Regions from separate parts of the Mus musculus genome. Here region 1 is linked to region 2. A link is a contact called in public HiChIP or PLAC-seq data. All regions are on one chromosome and are shown on one strand. The core of a region is the stretch at or near the end of the contact, and the rest is flanking DNA. Distances in the headings are between cores, read along the strand shown. Region 1 overlaps Scimp (SLP adaptor and CSK interacting membrane protein). Region 2 holds the start of Camta2 (calmodulin binding transcription activator 2).

Region 1 (5,526 bases), core at 2,081-4,580, 100 kb before region 2:
TCATAGACATTTACTTCTAAGGCCTTCAGCCATGGCACCTACAAATCCCTTCTAGCCAGAAGGAACCAGCCAGGCATTTTATTGTTTTGTGCTTCACAAGAGTGGAATAGCACATGGTAGTTTGCTTTTTTTTTTTTTACCCATTTTTTTTTTTTCAGTACAATCCCAGGGCCTCACATACAACATGCCAGGCTCCACTATTGGGCTACCAGCCCGAGTCAGTATGATTTTTGTGAGATTCATTGAGTGTAGTTGTAGACTGTTCATTCCTCTTGCTGTAGAGCATTCCACTGTGGGAGTGGGTCATGGTAAATTTGTCCCTTCTACTGTGAATGGACCTTTGGCCAGTGTGATGGTGACTTGTATGGGAGCTGCTGTTACTATAACAAACGCCTGGGACAATCAGTTTATAAAGAGAAGAGGTTTCTTTTGGCTCACAGTTTGTGAGCTTCTAATCCATGACTGGTTGGTCCTGATGCTTTGGGCCTGTTGTGAGGCATTGTGGTGGAAGTGGCATAGTACAAAGCCAGGCACAAGAGGAAAGGTGAAGAGAGGCAGAAGGGACTCAGGGCCCACAGTCCCCTTTGAGCACATGCTTTCAGTCACTTAAGAATTTCCGACTAGGGCTGGAGAGATGGCTCAGTGGTTATGAGCACCGACTGCTCTTCTGAAGGTCCTGAGTTCAAATCCCAGCAACCACATGGTGGCTCACAACCATCCATAATGAGATCTGACGCTCTCTTCTGGTGCATCTGAAGACAGCTACAATGTACTTAGATATAATAATAAATAAATCTTTAAAAAGAAAAAAAAAGAACTTCCCACTAGGTTCCAACTCTTGAAATTTTCACCACTTTCCGACAATGCTAAGCTGGCGTTTGGGGGCCATTTAGCATCTGTAACATGTTGTGAACAGCCCTGCTTCAAATAGCTGGACACATCTGTGGTGAATCCACAGTGGTGTTGCTGGTCACCGTGTTGATACTTAGCATCCAGGGGGTGCTAATTGAAATCCACCTGATCCAGCACGCGTTCCCACATGAGGCTGTGCTCTGTGCTCTAATGACAATCCCTGCCCGTTGTGCACGTGGGCTGGAGGAAATGGTTTCTTTAGGGTGACAGAAATGAAATGCAGAATCTAGAAAGGTATAAAAATGCTTCCAACGTGAGGAATCTAGATTTGAACCTTCAACCGGTTTACTTGCCTTGCTCTCTTATAAAGCAGCCAGCAGTGGGCTTGATCCAGACCAACCACTGACTCTCTCTCTTTCTCGTGTCTGGGTGTCTGTCTGTCTCTGTCTCCCTCCCCCCTCTGTCTCTTCTTCTGTGTCTCTGCATCTGTGTCTGCCTCTCTGTCTCTCTATCTGTGTGTGTGTCCCTCTCTCATCTCATTCTCTCCCTCCCTAGGAATGTTCTTAATTCTTCACCAGGCCAGTTACCTGCTCTGCCACCCAGGGGTTCACCTTTTCCAGGAGACCTAGGTAAGTACAGTTGACTGATAACAGTATCATTCTGGGTGGGATAAAGAATGTATGGATGTATCCCTTTTAGCTTACTAACACAATTCTATAGGCTAGATGGCTTAAGCATTTCGAAAATGACTTCCCCCACAGTTGCTGAGGCTGGGAGTCTGAGATAAAGGTGTTGGCTGGTTGGGTATATGGAGAGGGCTCCTCCTGACTTGCAGATGGTGGCTGTCTTAAAACAAAACAAAACAAAAAAACAACAACAACAACAAAAACTTTGTGTGTGTGTTTGTGCGTGCGCATGCACACACGCGTGCGTGTGCACCCCATAACAACACATATGAACATAGTAGATAGATAGATGTTTGACAGATTGATAGATAGATAATTAACCTACAGATAGATGGATAGATAGATAGATAGATAGATAGAGATAGATGATAGATAGATAGATAGATAGATAGATAGATAGATAGATAGATAGATAGATAGCTATGGGTTCTGGGAATCAAACTTGGGTCCTCATACTTGTGAGGTAAGTACTTTGCAGACTTTGTCTCCCCTCCCCCCTTCTTGAGATAGAGTTTCATGTAGCCCAGGTTGGCCTTAAGCTCCCTTAGCAGCCAAGGGTTATCTTGAACTCCTTCATCCTCCTCCCTTCATTTCCCAAGTGCTGTGATTGGAGGTGAGGACCCCCAGGCCTGAATGGTCCTTGGTTCCTGTGACTGGCCCCTGTTAGGCACGATCTCATGTAAACCCTCAGAGCTCTGTGAAACCGATGATTGCCCTTGCTCGCTCCTCTGACAGCTGACAACACCGAGGCCCAGGGACATTAAATGATTTACCCATGATCCAAGTTACCAAGTTAATTCGTTAACTAACTACTGGAATCCAAACATGAGCTCATTTTTACAGAAAATGAAATGGCAGGGGCTTTCCAATTTTCTTAGAGAAATATAAGATCACTGTGGAGGCAAATCTGATTCTCATTATAGGAATAGCTAAGCTACACATCACTGTATTAGTCCATTTTCTGTTACCATGACAAAATACTTGAGGCTGGGTAGTTTATTTTTTTTTAAAGAGTCTTACTTAGCTTGCAGTTTTGGTGGCTGAGTATCCAAACAGCATGGCACTGGAAAGCTACATCATGTGATAACTATGACATCATGGTAGAGCCCATGAGACAGCAGGAAATCACATCTTAGGGCTGGGTGGCAGATCAAAGGGAGGACCTAAACTGCTTCTAACCAGGCTCCATCTCTTAAAGGTCCCTCCACATTTTACCCATCTTTTAGTCTTGTGTTTGTATGTGTTTGAGTGTCTGCCTGCATTTGTAGCATGAGTACACACATGTCCCGAGTCCAGAAGAGAGAGCTAGATCCCCTGGAACTGGAGTTAGAGGTGATTACGAACTGCCTGACATGGTTGCTGGGAATTGAACTCAGGTCCTCTGCAGAGCAGTAGGAGCTCTTAACCATCGCCCCCTTTCCACACATAATGTGACCATGAACCTCAGGAGAATCGCTCTTAAGTCACAGACAAAAAGCAGCAACCACTCTAGTTCCTGCTATAGACCATTCTGCACTGAGTCTATCTTTGAACACTACACACACATTACACACACACACACACACACACACACACACACACACACACACACACAGAGAGAGAGAGAGAGAGAGAGAGAGAGAGAGAGAGAGAGAGAGAGAGGTTTCCTTCCTTCTTAGCAGGCAGATTTGCGTGTAAGCAATGCCAAACAGTCCTGGAAGCAGCCTACGGTTCGGTTCGGTACAGCAGAGGTAGGGATGCACCAACAAGCCCTTCAGATCCTTGTGATCAGGCATCTGTGGGCATAAGTGTGGTCACCTAGCAACTGGCTGTGGTCTGCTTCCTGAGTGTCTGCATCATGGTTCCCTTGAAGTGGGGTCTTAGAACAGAGATGTGAGAGTCAAGAGATCTGCCCAACATTTCTCATCCATGCACTTGGGTGATCCTGAGACATGTGTCATGTCTGTGACTGGTTTTCCTCTGTGAAATGGGGAACTGGCCACCCAGGAAGTGGGAAGATCTGTAATATGCTCAAAGCTCAGTCAAAAATACATCAGTACCGAGTAGCCTTGTGTATAGCGACCTTTTTCTGTGCTTTAGCCCCACAGGAAGCTCCAAGACAACCCTCAGCTTGGTACTCATCAGTGAAGAAAGTTAGGAACAAGAAGGTCTTTGCTATCTCGGGCTCCACCGAGCCAGAAAATGATTATGATGATGTTGAGATTCCAGCAACCACCGAAACCCAGCACTCTAAAACCACACCTTTTTGGCAAGCTGAAGTGGGTTTACACAGCTCGTTTTAGAATACTCTAGAATAGCCGGATTATAACACAAGCACTTCCTAATCCCCAGAGGAAGCCACCTCAGCCATGTGAAAGCTACAGCAGAAGACAGGACAGCTTGATGTTCCCGAGGCTCCAGATGTTTCTGTTGCTCCAGATGTTTCTGCTGCTCCAGATGTTTCTGTTGCTCCAAATATTTCTGCTGCTCCAGATGTTTCTGTTGCTCCAGATGTTTCTGTTGCTCCAGATGCTCCTGTTGCTCCAGATGCTCCTGATGTTTCTGACACTGCAGAAGCTCTACCCCAAGATTCTGAGGATGTGGCCTTGGCACCTTTGTGGAGGAAGTTTCCTTAGTGCAGACCACTGGGCCTGTGAGAACTGACTCATTTCTCAACATTTTCTTTCGTTCCCTGGGTGAATGTAGCTGTAAGGCAGTGACTCTCAACCTTCCTAATGCAGGGATCCTTCAATACAATTCCTTATTTGTGGTGATCCTCAACCATAAAATTATTTTGTTGCTACTTCATACTTGTAATTTTGCTACTGTTACGAATTGTAATGTAAATATCTGATATTCAGGGTATCTGATATTTGACCCCTAAGGGGGTTGAGACCCCTAAGCTGAGAGACTGCTAGGGATCATAGTCTTGGTGTTTGATTGTGTGGAGCCTCCCAGCTCTCAATCCCTATGTAGGCCACACCTTAAGGATGCCTGTCTCCCTTCTCTCAGGCCCCACCCACCCCTGAACCTCCTAGAAGCCATGACTTGTCTTTATAGCTGAGGGCTCTTGTGATGCGCAGACACTTTGAGTCTGTAAGGTGAGAAAGTGACGCTGCCCCACCCACTCACACCTCAACCCCCAGGATATTTATAGAATGTGGACCAAACCCATCAAAGAGTCAAGTTCTGACACAAGTTTATTTCCTGTGTTTTCAGACACCATTTCTAATGATCAACAGAGGACTCAAGTGGCCTTCTGACTTCTGCCCCCAGCTAGCTTTTCTTTGGCAGTGGGTATGTTGGCTGTGCCAGGAAGAGTAGATTGCCCCAGGAAGTGTCCAGCCAGCACCCTCCAGCAGGGTACTCAAGACGAGAGTTCAGAGCTTAATGCCCCTTCTGTAGCTTTCACTATCACATCTTTAGTGGTCATTCCTTACTTTTCCATCCTATCTTTCCTGGGGTGCTGTTGTTTCCTCTTTCCCTCTCAGCATTGCTGAGTGATGTTGCCAATACCACAGGGCTCAGCATCCCCTTTACCCTAGCAACTTCCCAACCACAGGCTCCAGTTCAACCCCTCTTTTCCAGTTCCAGGTTGCAGAGCCCGCAGGACACCTCCATCTGATTATCCCACGGGATCCTCAAATTCAACATATTCCATGGATAACTGATGACACATCCCCACCCCTGACTTCTCGTGCTAGATTACTTCCTCCCTTGCTAAGGGCAGAAGTTAGGTCCTTTCTTGCATCCTTTATTGCCAGTGTCCCCACCTCCTGTTGACTGTGCCTCAGTCAGATCAGCTCTGTCTCCATCACTCTGAGGTCAGTCAGCCCATGGCCAGCACTTCCCAAAGAGAACTTTAAGAACCTCTAACCAGTGTCCTGCCTCTGGTATTTCAGACTCCAAAACACTGATTGGCAGCTGGTGATTTTTGAAAGTGAGCAACCGAATACTTCTTCCCATTGCTAAAAGCTCATCTTTACCTATTAGCCTCAGACAGAGGCCA
Region 2 (5,480 bases), core at 2,338-4,837:
GCTGTGTTATTCCTAGCGCTGCATTATAAACTAGGTGTAGTGGCACATGCCTGTGATCCCAGCATTCAGGGTGTAGAGGTAGGAAGATTTTTTAAAAACTTTTTTTATTCATTTATGTATATATCTGCATGTGTATGTGCACATGTATATGGGTGCCTGCAGAAGCCAGAAGAGGGTTGGATCCCACAGATCTGGAGTTACAGGCAGTTGTGAGTCACCCAGCCTAGGTTCTGGGATTTGAACTTGGGTCCTCTGTAAGAGCAGCATGTGCTTTTAACCTCTGAACCATCTTTCCACCTGTGTGAGGCAGGAGGATCTTAAGTACAAGGTCATCCTCTGTGACAGAGCAAGTTTGAGACCAGCCTAGGATACATGAGACCCTGTCTTAAAGAGGGAAGAGAATAAGCATTCATGTTTTTAATCTCAGCACTCAGAAGGAAGAAACAGGCAGATCTCTAAGTTTAGGGCTAGCCTAGTGTATATGGCAAGTTCCAGGCCAGCCAGAGCTTCATAGTGAGACCCTGCCTCAAAAGAGAGGTGGAAGAGAGTGTAGGGGAGGGAGGGAGGAAAGGAAAGGCGATGGAGAGGATGAATGAAAAGACATGGCTTGGGCTGGTGAGATGGCTCAGTGGGTAAGAGCACCCGACTGCTCTTCTGAAGGTCCGAAGTTCAAATCCCAGCAACCACATGGTGGCTCACAACCACCCGTAATGAGATCTGATGACCTCTTCTGGGCTGTCTGAAGACAGCTACAGTGTACTTACATATAATAAATAAATAAATCTTTAAAAAAAAAAAAAAAAAGAAAAGACATGGCTTGCAAGCACGTGGACAGCTGTATGGTCCCATGAAAAGAACCCCCTGAATCCAGTGGTGAGTAGATTCTCTAAGGCAGTGGTTCTCAATCTCCCTAATGCTGCAACCCCTTTATACAGCTCCTCGTTTGTGGTGAGCCCCAACCATAAAATTATTTTCATTGGTACTTCATTACTGTATATTTGCTACTGTTATTATCTATGGTCTTAAGAGACTCCTGTGAAAGAGCCATTGATGCCCCACCAAAAGGATAGAGACCTACAGGTTGAGAGCCACTGCTTTAAGGGATGATGCAGGCAAGAGTCTACCTTGTTCTCTCTCAGGTGTTCCAGAGTGGTCAGCCGATTTTCACCCTGCAGCCTGCCTCCCCAGAATCGCAGACCAATGCCTCAGCCGTATGGAGATGCCTTCTGGGAGAATCTTAGCCAAAGGTCTAGGTGAGTAGGAAAAACCAGGAACTGGAGGTGGAAAGTCGAGGCTATGCAGTTTTTAACGATCATAAATCCTTACAGCAGCGAGCCCTCATTTGGAAGTCATTTCACACTACTTGGTGCAAATTGTAGCTCCAACAGGTCGTTAGGAGAGTTTATAAGAGAAATGATATTTATCAGAGTGTCCTTTCTGACTCCAGCTCCTGTTTTTGTTCTTCTCAGCTCCAATTGGATGGTAGAACAGTACATTCCACCAATTCTGGTAGGACAAACTGCTTCTCAGCCTTCTGTTAAAATTATACCCACTGCCTTCCTATCCTTATTACCATTTCTCTCTGGTATTTCCCAACCAGTATACTAACCAGGCCCTGTTTTTATTGTAAATCAAGTATCCTGTTTTCTAGATCATACCTAAGCTTCCAAAAAACCCCAGATTCTCCAGCCCAAGTTTCCCTGAAACTGACATCTATCTATATTTAGCAACTATTCTTCCTTCTTGACACAGAGGGCCACTGATTGCTCCCGGCCTAGCCTGCACCCTCTTGAGGGGCTCCCTCCTCCTGAGAAGCTTTGGAGAAGAAAGAGAAAGAAGCTGCATTTGGAAAGAATGCAGAAGGGACCTGGAAGCATTCCAGCCCGAGTTAGAGCAGTTACTTATCATCTGGAGGACCTGAGAAGGCGCCAGGGAATCATCAATGAGTAAGGAGGCGTGGCATGGGCCTCTGCAAGCCAAGCAGGGATTAGAGAGAGGCAGCATAGTTAAGAGCTTTAAGAGAATTCATTGGCACTTACAAAGGAACCATGTCCTTGGTGTAACTGAAATATAATTTCTTTATTTTTTTGCATTTAATTATGTATATACTTATATAGTGCATGCCACAACATGTGTGTGGAGGTCAGAGGACAATTTATGGGAACTGGCTCTCTCCTTCCATCATTTGGGTCCTGACTTAGGTCATCAGGCTTGGTGGCCAATACCTTTACCTGCTAAGTCACCTTGCTGACTCTCAAACATGATTTCTATAGTATGGAAAGAAGCAATTGAGGGATGGAAGTCATATAAGCTGGAAGGCGTGACATGGCCCATGATTACAAGAAAGCACATCGTTAATTGGGGGTCACTGTTTGGCCCCTGGATCAAAAATTCTTGTCTGTGAAGAACAAAAAGTTGGGGTGAATTGAAGGTCAGTGGTAGCACCTGTGATTCTCAGCAAGAAGTGCTTCAGGCCAGGGGTGAGGGATGAAGAGACTGGAAGACTGACCTCCAGGCACTAGTCTCCTCCATCTAATGTCTCCACAGACTGAAGAGGGCCCAGTGGGGCAGCTCTGATGCTACACCTGAACTTCCAGCACTTGAAGAGGGCTTTGAACTCCTAAGCACTACAAAATACTTTGACGTGGAAGAAGAGAGGGCAACCTATCCACAGAAAGAGACTTATTCTGTCACTCCCAGAGATCAGGTAAAACTGGAGAGGAACACAGTAAGGTTAGGGAGGAAGTCAATTCATAATCAAATGGGGATGTGGCAGAAGCCAAGAGCCAGGTAGGATAGCTGGTTTAAGGACGAAAAGTGGTCAAGAAACTGAGCTTTTGAGGGTATGTGCCTGAATTTGGCAATTAAGAAATCTGGAGAGAGTCCTGTTTTTCCATTCTTGCTTTTCTTATCCCCTTGCTCTCAATTGCTCTCACCTACAGCTGCTTTGGACTCCCTGGACTCCTGTAGGCCAGCAGGGGACTTATGCCTCTGGGCAGCTAAGCTCTTTGACCTACAGCACTGCTACAGCCAGAAAGAACCCCGTTTACGATCCCCAGGCGATGGAGTTGGAGTCTGAGGAGTAGTGGGAAATCATCCAGGCCCAAGCTACGGGACCCAAGATCAATTCAAACATCAGGACTCCCTAGTGCTGGCTTCAGAGCGGATGTTTTCTATCTCTGTTGTCTCCATCCCATAGCGTAGGCATTCACAGCCCACTTGAGTTCCTATCTAACTGCCCAGTACACTCGCAGCCGGGTTTTTCTCTAGGCCAGAACCTGGTCTTGTGTTCTCTCTGTTCTGTTATTAAAGAGCACCAAATAGTCTTGTTTCTGTGCGAGGTAGTGATGGAAGGGGAATGAAAAGGCGGACTCCGTTGATTTTTTTGAGGATTCAGGACAATGAAGTTAGGCTAGGTCCCTAAATTTGCCGAGTCTCGCCCGAGGCCAGAAGAATTCTGCATTCTCAAGCACTCTCCTTTGCCTCCAGGGCTCTGGCCCTGGACCTCTGCCCACGCCCCATCCTCCTGCGCCCACAAGTCACGTCAATCGGCCGAGCTTCCGCCTCCGGATCCCGGTTCTCCTCAGCGCTATTGCCTCTTTAGGGACGGTCCAGCAGCGCGTCTCGTAGACTGGCCCAGAGTCCCAAGTGTGCTGACCCCAGGTTCCCTTCCCGACCCCCGTTCCCTTAATTGGGAGGCCCCGCCCCGTGCGCACTGACGTCGAACGCCGCTGTCAGCCGGCGCTAGGGGGGGTCGGTTTGGGGTAGAATGGCCGCTGCCGCCGTCACCCGCGGGACCCCGGGAGGTAAGAGCCAGGGCCTCTAGCCCGCCTCTCCGCCCCCGCGCCAGGGGGCGCAGCTCCACGCGGCCCGGGTGTGGAGCGCGGCGCTGGGGACCACCGTCCCTCCACCCCGTTTGCCCCCACCTCACCGCTTCCGTCCTCTTTCCCCGCGCCAGGGGGCGCCGCTAGGCGCAGGGCCCCTTCACGGATCAGAGAGTGCGGGGAGAGTCCCCAGACCCCCTCCCCGGTCTCCCGCACTGCCCCTTGCTGCCAGGTGTTCATGAACTCTGCTCAGCTGCTTCTCCAGAACATCCGGGTTTGCGGGCGGGACCCCCTCCCACCTCCGGGGTTCTCCCAGGACCCCTGCCCCCTTTGGGGAGAGCATCCCACCCCCGGCGACAGTCTTAGACCACCGCTCTCAGGCCCGCAGTCTCATCCGGCTCCAGCTCTGCACCCTGGCAAACTGCCTAGCCAGAGCTGCGCACCTGCACCCTGGGGTGGACTTTTTATCCCAACCCTAGCCTCTCTGCACACCTCCGATCCGATCCTGAATGGGCTTCCACCCCCTCTCCATCCCCGGACACCTGGCAGAACCCGCGCAGAGAGCCTCCTCCAGCTCCCATCTGTTCCTCAAGAGGGCGGAGGCTCAGGCTGGAGCCAGAGCAGTAGAGGGGATATGGTAGGCTGGGAGCCAGAGAAGAAGCAGAGGTTGGGGAAATAGGAGTGTTAGGGTGAAGTAGAATTCTAGCTGCAAAGAGGAAGCCGGCATGTCCCACCCGGAAGCTTACTCCAACATGTCTATTCCAAATTCTCCCAGCCCCTGACCAACCTGAGAGAGAGCACATGAGGTCAGTTATCAGCTCTACCCTTCCTCTTAGAAAAAGTCAGAGAGAGAAGGAAATTGGGGTGTGTCTTCAAAGGCCCAGCTTGTTACCGGACTTGGACTTAGATCTGCTTTCCTTCAGCATCCAGGTTTTCTTGCCAAGCCATCCTCCTCCTAGGACCAGAGCCCCAGCTCTCACAACTTGCCTACCCTTCCCTCTAGCCTTGCTCTCCCTTCCTAAACGTACCCTGAGTTCTTTTTTCTGTTTGATTTTTCCGTGGAGAAATAGATCTACTAACTGACCTCACCTACTCTCTCTCAGGTCGGTCAGGGCCTGTGAGAATCTAGGTTAGACATGCAGGATCCAGCTTCCTGCCCTAGGGAATGCTCCAGCACTGTGAGCATCCCCCACTCATCCCTTTCTTCTGAGCACCCTGTTCTGTCTTGTCTCCCCACTCATGTTGGTTCCTGGTACTATGTTCTTTCATCTCTGTTCTCTGGTTCTGCTGTCACATTCTAGTTCCACATTTTCTTCATCTTTCCCAGATGTCAGCACTGAGTTCTAAACCCCTTTTATCACACCAAGCTCCTCATCTTGGGTTAATGTGGGGGCTTCTTCCATGACCTTATTCTCTCCTTTTCCAGCACAGACTCCCCCTCCCCCCGGCCCCTCAGGCCGGGGGTGACCTGGCCCCCTGGAACCTTCACCATGAATACCAAGGACACCACTGAGGTTGCTGGTAAGTTCACAAAATGGGTTCTCAGTTTGGACACAGCCTTTTTTTGCTACTCTCTGGCCCTCTGAGTCTTTGCTCCCCTTGTCTCTTGTCCTGGTTACAGTTTCCCCAGGGTTCTGGATTATATTTGGCTCTCTT

What was found. HiChIP or PLAC-seq counts read pairs in DNA pulled down with a chosen protein or histone mark.
Region 1: a BATF HiChIP or PLAC-seq map of CD8 T cells shows a contact between it and region 2, with 5 read pairs. The contact joins the enhancer-like site here to the promoter of Camta2 in region 2. A contact is called at or near these places in 4 of 39 promoter capture datasets (the C10 cell line, the HPC-7 cell line, hematopoietic stem and progenitor cells and 1 more), 1 of 15 datasets of contacts at CTCF or cohesin (CD8 T cells), 3 of 484 Hi-C or Micro-C datasets (B cells, CD4 T cells and transition II germ cells), 3 of 115 datasets of contacts at active chromatin or transcription factors (CD8 T cells, bone marrow-derived macrophages and embryonic stem cells) and 4 of 9 other capture datasets (adipose tissue, bone marrow-derived macrophages, liver and 1 more).

The regions. Positions count from the first base shown.
Region 1 is chr11:70,789,730-70,795,255 of GRCm38.p6, reverse strand. It overlaps Scimp (SLP adaptor and CSK interacting membrane protein), which reads left to right. Exons shown (of 5, transcript NM_001045526.2): 4 at 1,408-1,481; 5 at 3,618-4,324. The coding sequence ends at 3,820. Among named protein-coding and RNA genes, the nearest start is that of Scimp, 20 kb to the left of the region's middle. Within about 2 kb of position 3,330, at least 54 of the 459 cell types and tissues checked have an H3K27ac peak or open chromatin away from gene starts, as enhancers often do. A contact at or near this core is called in B cells, CD8 T cells, adipose tissue and 1 more, where this site is marked.
Region 2 is chr11:70,686,212-70,691,691 of GRCm38.p6, reverse strand. It overlaps Camta2 (calmodulin binding transcription activator 2), which reads left to right and starts at 3,587. Exons shown (of 23, transcript NM_001190376.1): 1 at 3,587-3,806; 2 at 5,251-5,345. The coding sequence starts at 5,315. Inca1 (inhibitor of CDK, cyclin A1 interacting protein 1) reads left to right here. Exons shown (of 7, transcript NM_001252484.1): 3 at 1,140-1,253; 4 at 1,470-1,509; 5 at 1,753-1,946; 6 at 2,548-2,707; 7 at 2,943-3,331. The coding sequence ends at 3,086.